3 separate regions of the Sus scrofa genome follow, and regions 1 and 2 are each linked to region 3. A link is a contact called in public promoter capture Hi-C data. All regions are on one chromosome and are shown on one strand. The core of a region is the stretch at or near the end of the contact, and the rest is flanking DNA. Distances in the headings are between cores, read along the strand shown.

Evidence for each region. Promoter capture Hi-C pulls out the DNA fragments that hold promoters and counts their contacts.
Region 1: a contact with region 3 is called in a promoter capture Hi-C map of fetal liver, with 4 times the contacts expected there. The contact joins the promoter of SUCO here to the promoter of METTL13 in region 3. A contact is called at or near these places in 2 of 5 promoter capture datasets (fetal liver and liver) and 3 of 47 Hi-C or Micro-C datasets (heart right ventricle and skeletal muscle).
Region 2: a contact with region 3 is called in a promoter capture Hi-C map of fetal liver, with 3 times the contacts expected there. The contact joins the promoter of C9H1orf105 here to the promoter of METTL13 in region 3. A contact is called at or near these places in 3 of 5 promoter capture datasets (fetal liver, fetal skeletal muscle and liver) and 1 of 2 datasets of contacts at active chromatin or transcription factors (skeletal muscle).

Annotation. Positions count from the first base shown.
Region 1 is chr9:114,915,377-114,919,356 of Sscrofa11.1, forward strand. SUCO (SUN domain-containing ossification factor) reads left to right here and starts at 1,581. Exons shown (of 25, transcript XM_003357538.4): 1 at 1,581-1,999. The coding sequence starts at 1,938. It overlaps LOC102164985 (a long non-coding RNA gene), which reads right to left and starts at 1,420. Exons shown (of 3, transcript XR_001299035.2): 1 at 1,095-1,420; 2 at 541-909.
Region 2 is chr9:114,827,123-114,830,801 of Sscrofa11.1, forward strand. C9H1orf105 reads left to right here and starts at 1,292. Exons shown (of 6, transcript XM_021063651.1): 1 at 1,292-1,383. The coding sequence starts at 1,292. It also overlaps a transcript of PIGC not described here.
Region 3 is chr9:114,200,439-114,203,992 of Sscrofa11.1, forward strand. METTL13 (methyltransferase like 13) reads left to right here and starts at 2,056. Exons shown (of 8, transcript NM_001244726.1): 1 at 2,056-2,521. The coding sequence starts at 2,369.

The DNA of each region.
Region 1 (3,980 bases), core at 331-2,830, 710 kb after region 3:
AACCAAATCACCTGTTGCAGAACTTTTATAATATTCAGTTGACTTATATCAAGAATTTTAGATGAGTCAAAACATTCAGTTACCTGGGAATATAGTAACAACCCTCAATTCAACTTAGAAGGTTTACAAGGAAGTTACATGCTTCAAAATTAGGTGTTGGATGGGAATTTTTCGTCTTTTTTCCCTGGACACATGTGGAATAAGTGGCTCATGCTTTGCTAACACGTGCTTTGAGCACCTTTTACCCTAAACATTAAGCCATGTTGCTTGGCACAGACAATTGGAGTCTCCATTCTTCTTTTTGTCTGGCTGCTTTCTGGAGAAGATAGTTGAGTTTCCCACAGCCAAGACAAAAAGGGAAACACCATTGAGTTATATTTTTGCATCTTATTTTAGAAAAGAAATATCCCTCGGTAGCGACTAACTCTCTTCTTAGTGTCAAGAGTCTGAAACAAATATATCACCAGAGATAGAAGAAGGAACACATTAGGCCAGAGGCCAGACGTCTTCTTCCTTAAACAGAAGCTAGTGCCCACTTACGAGAGTTATGTCAAGAGGCGCTTGGGAAGAAAAGCAGTCAAGCATTTTGGACTTTCAGGCAGAGGGTCCCTAAACAAGCTTCTGAGAGATCTTTTAGGGGCCTCCGTGACATAAAAATCTGGGGTGGGCACATTGCTCTTTTTAAAGGTTGAGAGGCGATCACTTTTTTGGACTGCAGCAATAGACGCATGTACACGACCATCTTCCCGTTTTCGGTGAAACCCAGGACTTGGTGCTCTCCCAGCAAGAGCGGCAGTTTCCCGTTCTGGCCCCACCGCAGCAGAAGCAAAGTACGAATCCCAGAGAATAGTGACCCAGGGAGCAGATCCCAACAGAGGAATCCAGCCGGCGGGGAAATTCTCCAGGAGGCTGAAAAAAAGCGAAAGACTCTTCACTTCAGCCAATCAGATGAGAGGAAATCTTGCCGCACTCTTCCCCCTCCTCCCCGCCCCCGGCTCCCGCCAACCAATCAGCATCTAGCTTGATGGGCCCGCCCCACTGACACCGGGAAAACGCCTTTTAAATTGTATTGGTATAGTTTTACCCCGTCATACTCAGCCTTTCCACGAAGTTTGGTAAAAAGAGGCAAACTGAGTGTAAATTGAAAGCTGGTCAGTCTTGCGGTGAGAAAGAGAAACTACACACATTTTCATCAAAACAGTGATACTAGGAGGGACAGGGAAAGGGAAAGGCGGATTCCTGAAGGAAAACTACAACTCCCAACGGCCCTTGCGCTGACTCGACGCGCCCTGGGCGAGGGGGCGGGACACGGTAGGAAGAAGGCTGAGGGTCAGGAGACTCCTCTCGGACTTCCTGAATTGGGCGGGATTTGAGGTGGGCGGGGCGTCGGCAACCTCGGCTGTCGCGCTTTGTGTCCTCCCACAACGGGCTTATCCGCTTGAGACGTCGGAGGGGGCGTGGCCCGCGCGGAGCCTGGTGGGTGTGAGAGCGCCGCTGGACGTGGGTGACGCGTCTCCTTCCAGCTCAGCGGTGTGTGAGGTGTCGCGGCCCTGCTGGCGATTGGCTGTTGAGAGGCGAGTACGCTGCGGCCGTTGGTCGCCGGCAGCACGGAGCGAGAGCCGGGGAGGGCTGGGGGGATATGGGGCGGCAGTGGCGGCGGCGGCTGGAGGAGGCGGGCGCGGACGAGCCGGCGGCCGCGGCAGCAGCGGCAGACCCCGGAGTCTTCCTGTGAAGCGCCCCCGTCGGCGCCCCCGTGGGCCACTGAGAGAGGGCGGCTAGCGCGCGAGCTGCTCAGGAGCTGCTCCTCCAGCGCCGCAGCCCTTCGGACTCTCGGTTCCATCCTCGCTCTCCTGCTCCGGCTCCTCCATCTTGGCCTCGGCAGTGGCGGCTGCCGGGAGGATGTGCCGCCTTCTGGCAGGGGAAAGAAGGAGGAAAAGATGAAGAAGTACCGGCGGGCCTTGGCCCTGGTCTCCTGCCTCTCTCTGTGTTCTCTGGTCTGGTGAGTACCCGCGATAACTCGGGAGTTTCCCGAGAGAGGAGAGGGGGGCGAGGGAGCGGCCCAGGTCACACCCCCAAATCATCCTGGCTTTTAGGGTGCGGGTTTCTAAGGCTGCTAGAAAGCGACAAACCAATTACTCTGTGACTCTCCCGCGGACTGGCCTGGCAGCACTCTGTGCGGAGGTTATCACGGTGCATTTTGGAATTCACAGAAACTAAGTGGGAGAGAAAGGTGCCTAGGTGGTTTTGTACCTACCCAGTTACCCTGACGCTTGGAGACGGTGGAGTGTTCGGCTAGTCTTCAGATAAATGTGCTGTAAGTTTCTCGGGCTTAGTACCAGCCACTTGCCTTCATGGTGTGGTAAGGGCATTAAGCAAGTCGGATGTGATGGGTTCCCGAATTGTGATTTTAAAAACGTGACTTGTCATGAAGGTAGGTAGTATATGAGAACTAGTTCTTCTGGTCCTTTCTCGCCTGGTCTTTGGCCTCGGGCACACTTGGATACTTATGGGGGCGTTATGAAGCAATTCTTCAAGGAGTAGATAATAGGAAGTTGTTAGTTTAGTGGAGTGTCTTAGGTGTAGTGTGCATAGTGGTTTCTGGTGGTGTGGCTTGGATATTGTGCCTTAGTAATGTAAGGATAGTCCTGCCCTTTGAAGGCGGGAAGAGTGCTTTGTCTATAAAGTTTACGGAGTTTCTGTTAATCTCTGGCACAGAGATTTGAAGGGACAGAAAGAGCTTGTCAGTCAAAGGATCACTACCACTGTACTTGGAAAATCCATTTTGTCCTCCAAGGGAATTTCTTCAAAGATGTGTGATATTTGTGACCAAAAAGATGATTCTTCAGTTAAAAGTGATTTGCTGTTATATTAAAATCAAGATAAACTAAGTTTCTTGCTTAGTTTATTTCTGCAAAACGAACAGTTTTTTCATTTATGTAGGTGACTGATGGTTTCCAAAGACAGTGAAGTTGTTGCTAACATAAAATAGTATATAAATAAGAGGAAAAGAAAACACTTGCCTGGCTGAAGAATTTCGATTGGAAGATTGATAGACATTTTAGAGAACAAGAAATTTGGCCTCTTGCCTTCATTCCCAATGTTACCTCACCTTATACTTACTAAGTTGAAATGTGCATATAGATGAGTCCACTTACTTCATTTTAAATTTAAATTTGTACCTGAGGTATGGAAAACATTGTATTCATATCCACTTTTCTCTGGGGGCTGTTAAATTCTTTGTAGATTATGTATCTTTTCTTTATACTTTCTCCTTCGTTTTGCCCATCTTTAGACCATGTTATTCTTCATCACTTTCTGAATGGTTGATATGGCAAAGAGGTTACACTTTCCATTCAAGTTTTAAAAACACCAGGATCTCTGATTTTTTTTTAATTGAAATATATTTGACACATAACATTGTGTAAATTTCGGTGTACAACATGTTGATACATTTGTATATTGTGATATGATTTCCATTGTAGCAATAGTTAGCACCTCTATTGAGTCACAAAAATCTTAATTTCTGTATGTGATGGGAATAATTAAGATCTAATCTCCTAGCAAGTTGATAATTATCGTACAGTATTGTTGTGTTTATTCTCTACATTGTGATCTCCAGGACTTAATATATCCACCCTTAAACATGATTGTTCTTTTTACTTTATTTTATTTATTTTTTTCTTTTGTCTATTTAGGGCTGCGCCTGTGGCATTTGGAGGTTCCCAGGCTAGGGGTTGAATGGCAACTGTAGCTGCTAACCACAGCCACAGCAACATGGGATCCGAGCTGCATCTGTCACCGATACTACACCTCATGGCAATGCTGGATCCTTAACCCACTGAGCAAGGCCAGGTATCGAACTTGAGTCCTCATGGATACTAGTTGGGTTCATTAACCAATGAGCCATGATGGGAACTTCTACCTTTAAACATGGTTTTTAAAAACTTAATTGGATGGTGGTGATGAAATCAAACATTACA
Region 2 (3,679 bases), core at 42-2,541, 630 kb after region 3:
CCGCAGGGGGCTGGAGGGTCCCAGGCGCTGAAAAGGGCAACGCCCGCCCGCTGGGTCGGGGACAGGGCTGGGGAGGGGGTGGGGAAGGGGAGGGTGTCCCCGAGGGTGTACCCCGCCCGCCGCCACCCCTCACCCAGCCTCGGCCCTGCGGGGGATGGCGGAGGAGGCCCGGAAATACTGACTCCCACTCGGAACCCACCTGCCCGCGAGTTCCTAGGGGTGCGCGGCCGGGCGAGGGCGGCCGCCCGCCTCCTTCCCCATCCGGGGCGCCGGGGTCGCGCCGGCGGCCGAGCACTTCCGGGGCCGCCACAACCTCTGCGGCCAGAGCGTCCTTCCTCTGCCCGCGCGGCCTTGAGGTCACTGCTGCCCCCTCCTGGCCGCGCAAGGGAACTCCCGGCTCCTCTCCCTAGAAGAATGGGTGATGCCTGGAAAGCAAATCCTGGACATGGAGATTGGGATTTGGCACCAGAAAGGCAAAGGACAGAGGCTGGACTGGGAGAAGAGAGATTATAATGGCTACTTTGATCGCGCTCTATTATGAAACCAGACCTTCGGCTAGGGACTTTCGAAGCATCCATGAATACACTAGACACATTCACTAAATTTCTGCAAGTATCAAGCACTGCTGTAGGTGCTAGTGATACAGCAGCTAAGCAATAGAAAAAAAAAAAAATTCCTGCCCTCGTGGAACTTTCTGACTCATGCATTGATCTGTGAAGTGATAATAATGTCGTCCTTTCGCGGAAGACAAAACTGATGCTGGGAGAGGTTGTGACTTGTCCAAGGCCATGCTGCTGGAAAGTGGATTAGTCAATATCAACATCCACTTGTTTTACAGCTTCATTAACCAAGACTGACATCCAGTTGTCTGTAGCTTCAAAGTACAGTTCTTTCTTCTTTGTCTCCTAGAAGGGATGAGGGAGAAGGGCCCTGTGACTGAAAGCAGCCAAACACTTAGAATAGGAGGCTGATAAAGTTCAGTTGAAGTCATGGACATTTTAGAGGATACATAAACAGCTAGGAATAATGAAGAAGCAAAGGGATATAGTAGACACAAAAGTCAGAAAACCTAAATTCACTCACTAGCTGTGTGACTTAGCAAATCACACTAAGATTTGATTTCTTCATCTGTAAAATGGAGATAACACTGTTTACTCTTGGGAGAGTCAACAGGGTCAAATACAAAACTTAAAAATGTTTTATAAAGTGTTGACTGCACTGACTTTGGTCATCCTAACAATGGCAATGGTCGGGAGGAATAAATCCTGCAAAATGATCTCTTTCCATTTCTCTCCAGGTTTCTGTTCCAAGATTTGACAAGACTCCCTGGTTTAGCAAGGCCAGCCTCACGAACAAGCCATTAATACTCAGCCTCCCCAAAAGGTAATAGCTCAGCCACTGAGAGCAAAGGTCTCAAGAAAGACCTCATAGAAGATGATTTCTTAAGAGTTAGGGGCAATTATTCAAGGGGCACAGCTGGTCGGTTGAGGGAAAGAAGTAAAGTGCTAAAAAATCAGAAATGGTCAAGGTTTCTGAGACAAAAGTGAGCCCTGAGAATTGGCCTGGCTGAAGAAGGCCAATTAACCTTCCTCTGTACCACCACAACTAAACAATACAAGAGAATTTTTGGGAGTTCCCTTTATGGCTCAGTGGCTTGAGAGTCTGATATAGTGTCTGTGAGGATGTGGGCTCAAACCCGGGCCTTGCTCGGTGGGTTAAGGGTCTGGCATTGCTGCAAGCTGCAGCGTAGGTCACAGATGCGACTGGATCATGACTGGTGTGGGACTTCGATTGCAGCTCTGATTTGACCCCTAGCCCAGAAGCCTCCATGTGCTGCAGGTACAGCCATTAAAAAAAAAAAGAGAAAGGGGGAAAAAGGAAGAAAAATATATACAAAAGAATTCTACCCATAGGCACTGACTTTCAAAAAACTTCCATCCTCTTCATCATTTTACCTTTTCTCCTCGCATTAGTTTGAAATTTACAAATTTTAACTGCGACCTATGCTGCAGCTGTGGCAAAGCCAGATCCTTAACCCACTGTGTGGGGCCAGAGATTGAACCCTCACTTCCATCTGGACCTGAGCGACTACAGTTCAGATTCTTAAGCCACAGTGGGAACTCCTCCTCCCCCAGTTTCGATGCTTGAATTTGGTGACAGACACCGGGCTGGAAGGGGGGAATGAAAGGGAGGGTAGGTAAGAGGTTCACGTAGGGGTGAATGGGAGAAATCAGGGAAGATTAAGGAAAGGGCAGGCCAGGAGACAGGTCCATAGGCACATCATAGATGAAAAGTTGGCTCCCTGGCATGTAACGTCATTTGCTAGAAAGACTATACTCTCTGAAAAGAGTTCCCCTGTTGGTAGCTGTCACATACCCTCCTGCCATGAATAAATGACTCTCCATGAGGAATACTCTCTCCTCATCCCCCTTCCAATAACAGGTACCTTTGCTTTGTCCGATGCACTTTTTAAAAACCACATTCTCAGTAAGCAGCTAGACAGTTCTGTGTATTTTCAGAGCACCTATGAAGTACTTGTTGTTCGGTTTTGTTTTGTTTTGTTTTGTTTTTCATAGCTTTGAATATATTTGAACTCTAGCTACTGTCTTAGTATAAAGCAGCAATCCTAGATTGAGTAAACCTGAAGGCTTGTTTATTAAAAAAAAAACACAGGTGACTTAGTTCGTATTAAGAGTTAGTACCTCAAGGATCAGCATGGGTAATGACAATTTAGCACCTGTTAATTAGGGGCAGGTACAAATTTGCACGACAATGACAGATGGATGACATAAATGAGTAGATCTGGCCTAAAGGGAATTGTAGTGAAGGGGAGATCACCTCCCTCCGAGAGGGACAGTCTGCCTCTACCTACTCAATGTTACCAGAAAGTATGTGAACCCAGTGGCCAGATCTGCTGGTTTTTCCAGCAGTGGTGGAAATATGGACTTTTATGTGCAATGGCTAGGGTCTAAAGAGGGTAATATCCCACTTTCCTATCCCACCCCCATACCCCTCAGACCTACCCCTGCAGCCAGAAGCGAAGCATCTTTGTGCATAGCTCTCTCACCCCCCAGCTACCTCATTCCTCGATTGAACAAGCCTTTGGCAGGAGGTGTGGAAGGGGGCATAAAGTGGGGGGCCCTGGAGTGTCAGAGGGGACAGCCATCTGGGAAGGGACACAGGAGTGTTCCCTCCAGCCAGCCAGACTTGAGCTGGTTGCAAGGAGAAATGACCTCACACAACCTGAGGCTTTACTCATGTCTGTACTGGGAGGACTTGGGGAGTCATCTAAACTCTTGTTAAGAGAAATGGCACTCACCTACCTCACAAGAATTCTAAGACTCCTGGACAGCACCTGTGAGGTGCCCTGAGCTTTCAGAAGGACAAGATAGGAATGGAAAATCCTTTGAAAGGATGCTTTAAGTACCTACAATTCTTGAGAACTGTAAACTCATCTGACCAAAGCTCTGAGTCCCAAGCTGTTTATTTTGGCAAAACCCCTTTCTGAGAACTTGGTTAGAAAGTTCTGAATGTGTCTGAAGTATTACCTAGCTTTGGACAAGCAGTCCCAACACAGAACAGTCTGAAAAAGAGGAACATTTAGTGAAATGTGCTCAGAGCACCCTTAATTGTGAGCTCTGGGAACACGCCTGGGGGCTTAGAGGAGGGGAGACCCAGT
Region 3 (3,554 bases), core at 806-3,305:
AAAACACCTCCTGGTTCTTATCTATGTCATCTTGTCACACTGGAACAAGTTTAGGTGTGCAGTATTTATGGAAGCAGTCAGGTTACAGACTGTTTTAAAATCGTTTTGCTCCTTCCTCAGGAAAGCTTTCTCTGGTCACCCCCTAAATCAGAATACGTCTCAAAGATATTTTCTCTTGTGGAATCTTACACTTCTTCTTCACTGCGCTTGTCACAAATGCTCATTACAGACTAATTTTTTAATCATTTGGTGTCTTTTCCGTATGATCGCTTTGCTTAGCACTGCACCCTTAGCTTTCACCACACTCTGACCAGGTTAGTCAATTTACATGTTTGTTGAATTGAATCAGTCTTGGAGGAGAGAGGATCAGTGGCTGTGTTACTGGTTTCTTTGGTATTGGGAGCACTTTAAGCACAGCATTCTCTGCTCTTAGTGCTTTCGAAAGAACCTACATCTCAACCACCAAGAACCTTGCATGATGTAGCAGCTGAAGCCACCATAGAGACTCCTCCCTGTTCACCTCATCTTGGGAAGACAGAAAATTATGTGAACTCAGCAAATGGTACATTAATACAGACTCTCTTTGATGTTCTTGTTGAGGACTTTTAAAACTGTGGAGCTGGAACCATATCCATTTTGATTTATCTATTAACAATTTTTTTTTTTTTTAATTGTGCCCACAGCATGCAGAAGTTCCTTGGCTAGGTATTGAACCTGGGTCCCCGCACTCCCAAGACACTGGTCGCTGATCCCACTGCACCCCAGTAGGAACTCCCCAAATGTAAATTTTAATCTTATCTGTTCCTGTGCTTTCTTACAGAAAATTCTCATGTACTTCTTTACCCTCAGAGAAGCACCCTTCCTCACCACCAACAAGGAGCACTGATGAAAGAAGTTTGATAATTTCATGCTGCTGATGAAAGAAATTTGACGATTTCTGAAAATTATCAGTGATCATGAGATAAACCCTCCCTTGTGTTATGAGTCACTTGCCTTTTTTTTTTTTTGCACCTTCTACACTGTGCACAAGCTGTCTATCAATAAAAAAGTTTGCTTGCCTAAGAGTCTTGTGGAAGCGGTATTCATTTCTATGGTATTCCTGTCCAAGAATCTGGAAAGAGCCAGGTAGCATACGCATTTTGTAAATTTCTCCTGCAAGTTATAACGCTGTGAAAAGCCCAATGATGCAGATAATTTAAAATAGTGCCCTTCACAAGAACTTTTTTAGGGTATTTTGATAAGATGAGCATCTGAAAGCACAGCGTGTTCATTAAACACATAAAATAAGCCCTAGTAACTATTTTTAGATGACATCAGAAGGACAACCTAAGGAGGCCTTTTACCAATGCATGCTTTGAGGGAAGGAGAAAGAGGGAAAGGACGCACATCTGAATACCTAATTGTTATTCTTTTCTCCTGAATTTTCATGTTATTACATTTAAAATTCTAGAACCTTGTATTTTGGTGCGGAAAAGGTACAGCCAAGTGCCATTCTCCTCCAAATTAAACCTGAATTATACAAGTAAATTTATTAAATTAAGGCAGGTGTGAGGCGGCAGATGCACAAGATTAACATGTTTGGAATGGGTAGTTTTCTTCTGCTAAGGACTGGCTCTTACTCATCCCTTGCCTCACTTCCTTCTAATCCACAGGTTTTTCTTTTCAGAGGCCTCTCCTCCAACGTGCTTACCGTCGGCCATGCTTAGCCCTGGTGTGGCTGGCTCACGATCAGAATCGGAGACGAGGCCGGCTAAGAGACAAAAGGAAAGCAAAACCCGCCTTCTGCCGGGGCTGGAAAGCCCAGAGCTGAAAAGGCTGCCCCCGCGCGGCTCCGGCGCTCCAGCCAAGGGCGAGGAGAGCCGAACCTCTTCGGCTCTGCCTCCGGACCCGGGCCCCGCCCCTTCCCGGCCCAGTACGTAAATAAACGCGACGAAACCGCCGGCGTGAGGCGAGTGTGTCGTAGCCAATGAGGTACCAGGAATGAAAATCGCTGACCAATGAGCTGCTGGGATGGTCTGGGCGGCCGACCAATCGTGGAGCCTCGCACCCGGATATGATTGTGGGTTCTGAAACCAAGCTCTGAAAAAGTGTGAGGGGCTTCCCACGTGGGGTAGGGGTTTTGGGCGCAGAGAGGGGGTGATCGTTGATTAGGTTTAGCGTCTGGCGCGTGTGGTGAGCGTATAAGGATTACCCCTTTGAGTTTTGAGTGTGTGTGTGTGGGGGGCTGGGGTGGTAAATCAATGTGGCTATTTGTCCGTGGAAAGAATTCCCGCTGCGGCGCCCCGGAGCCAGCGTTTAGAGAAGCCTCTCCGATGGTACCGCACAGGGAGTAGGAGAGTCTTGAAGAAGCCCCGTGGGCAGTGGGAATATGAATCTCTTACCTAAAAGCTCTAAAGAGTTTGGGTCCGTTGACTACTGGGAGAAGTTCTTCCAGCAGCGGGGAAAGAAAGCTTTTGAGTGGTATGGAACCTACCTGGAACTGTGCGGGGTGCTACACAAATACATCAAGCCCAGGGAAAAGGTAAGCGCGACCTGGCAGCCCTGTGTGTGCTCTGGAAGGTGTGATCTGATAACAGAAATTCTGCGCTTGGCAGACCGTTACAGGAGTGGGGGGCCCTCGCTGGGCCCATATTTTTAGGACTCCATGCAGCGTTACAGCCAACAGGCAATTACGAAATATCCTTTTAAAGAATTTCAGATAAACGCTTCCACCCCCAACTCACCCTTAAATTAATAACCCTGTTGTAAGGATGACTTATTTAGTAATGGGACCTAGATATCTCCTCCTAGTGAAGAAGTGTACTTCTGTCACAGTGCATCCCTGTGGAGCTGGCAGCACTTCTGGCTTTACTGATAAGTGAACATGTTATCAAACAGGTGTTGCAGGCCCACTGACTTTAAGGCACTGGGCTCAACCCTTAAGCCACAAGAGCATTTTAAACTGTGAGCACATTCCAAAAGTGAAAAAAAGTGGTAAATACAGTAATTGGAGTTTTGATAGAAGGGTTGTACTGGAAGTAGGGAAGAAAGAAGGGTAGAGAGCATTCAAGGAGGAAGCTTTAAGAGCCAAGCCTTATGCTGGGTGCTTTGTGTGTGCGTGCGTGCATGCGTGTATGTATGTATGTCTTGGTTCAATCATTGAATTCTCATTGAGTTGAGTGGTAGTACATAAATTCTACAGATGAAGAAAGAGGCTCTGTGAGCCAGTTTCTTGCCCAAGATCATCATATATGTAGTAAGTGGTCACGTGGGAATTTAAACTTAGGCCTACCTAACTCCAAAGCTTATGCATTGTCTCACTTCTTTCCAGAGATGACGACCTTGGGGCAGAATTTTGTTTTTTGTTTGTTTGTTTCCTCCATGGCATGTGGATGTTCCCAGGATTAAAGGATTAAACCCACACCAAGGCAGTGACCTAAGCCACAGCAGTGACACTGCCAGGTCCTTAACCTGCTGAGCCACCAGGGAACTCCTCAGGGCAGAATTTTGAAGGATCAATGGAAGATTGCTCCATAGAGAAGGAGGCAACAACCTGTGTTTTAAATTTGGCTTTA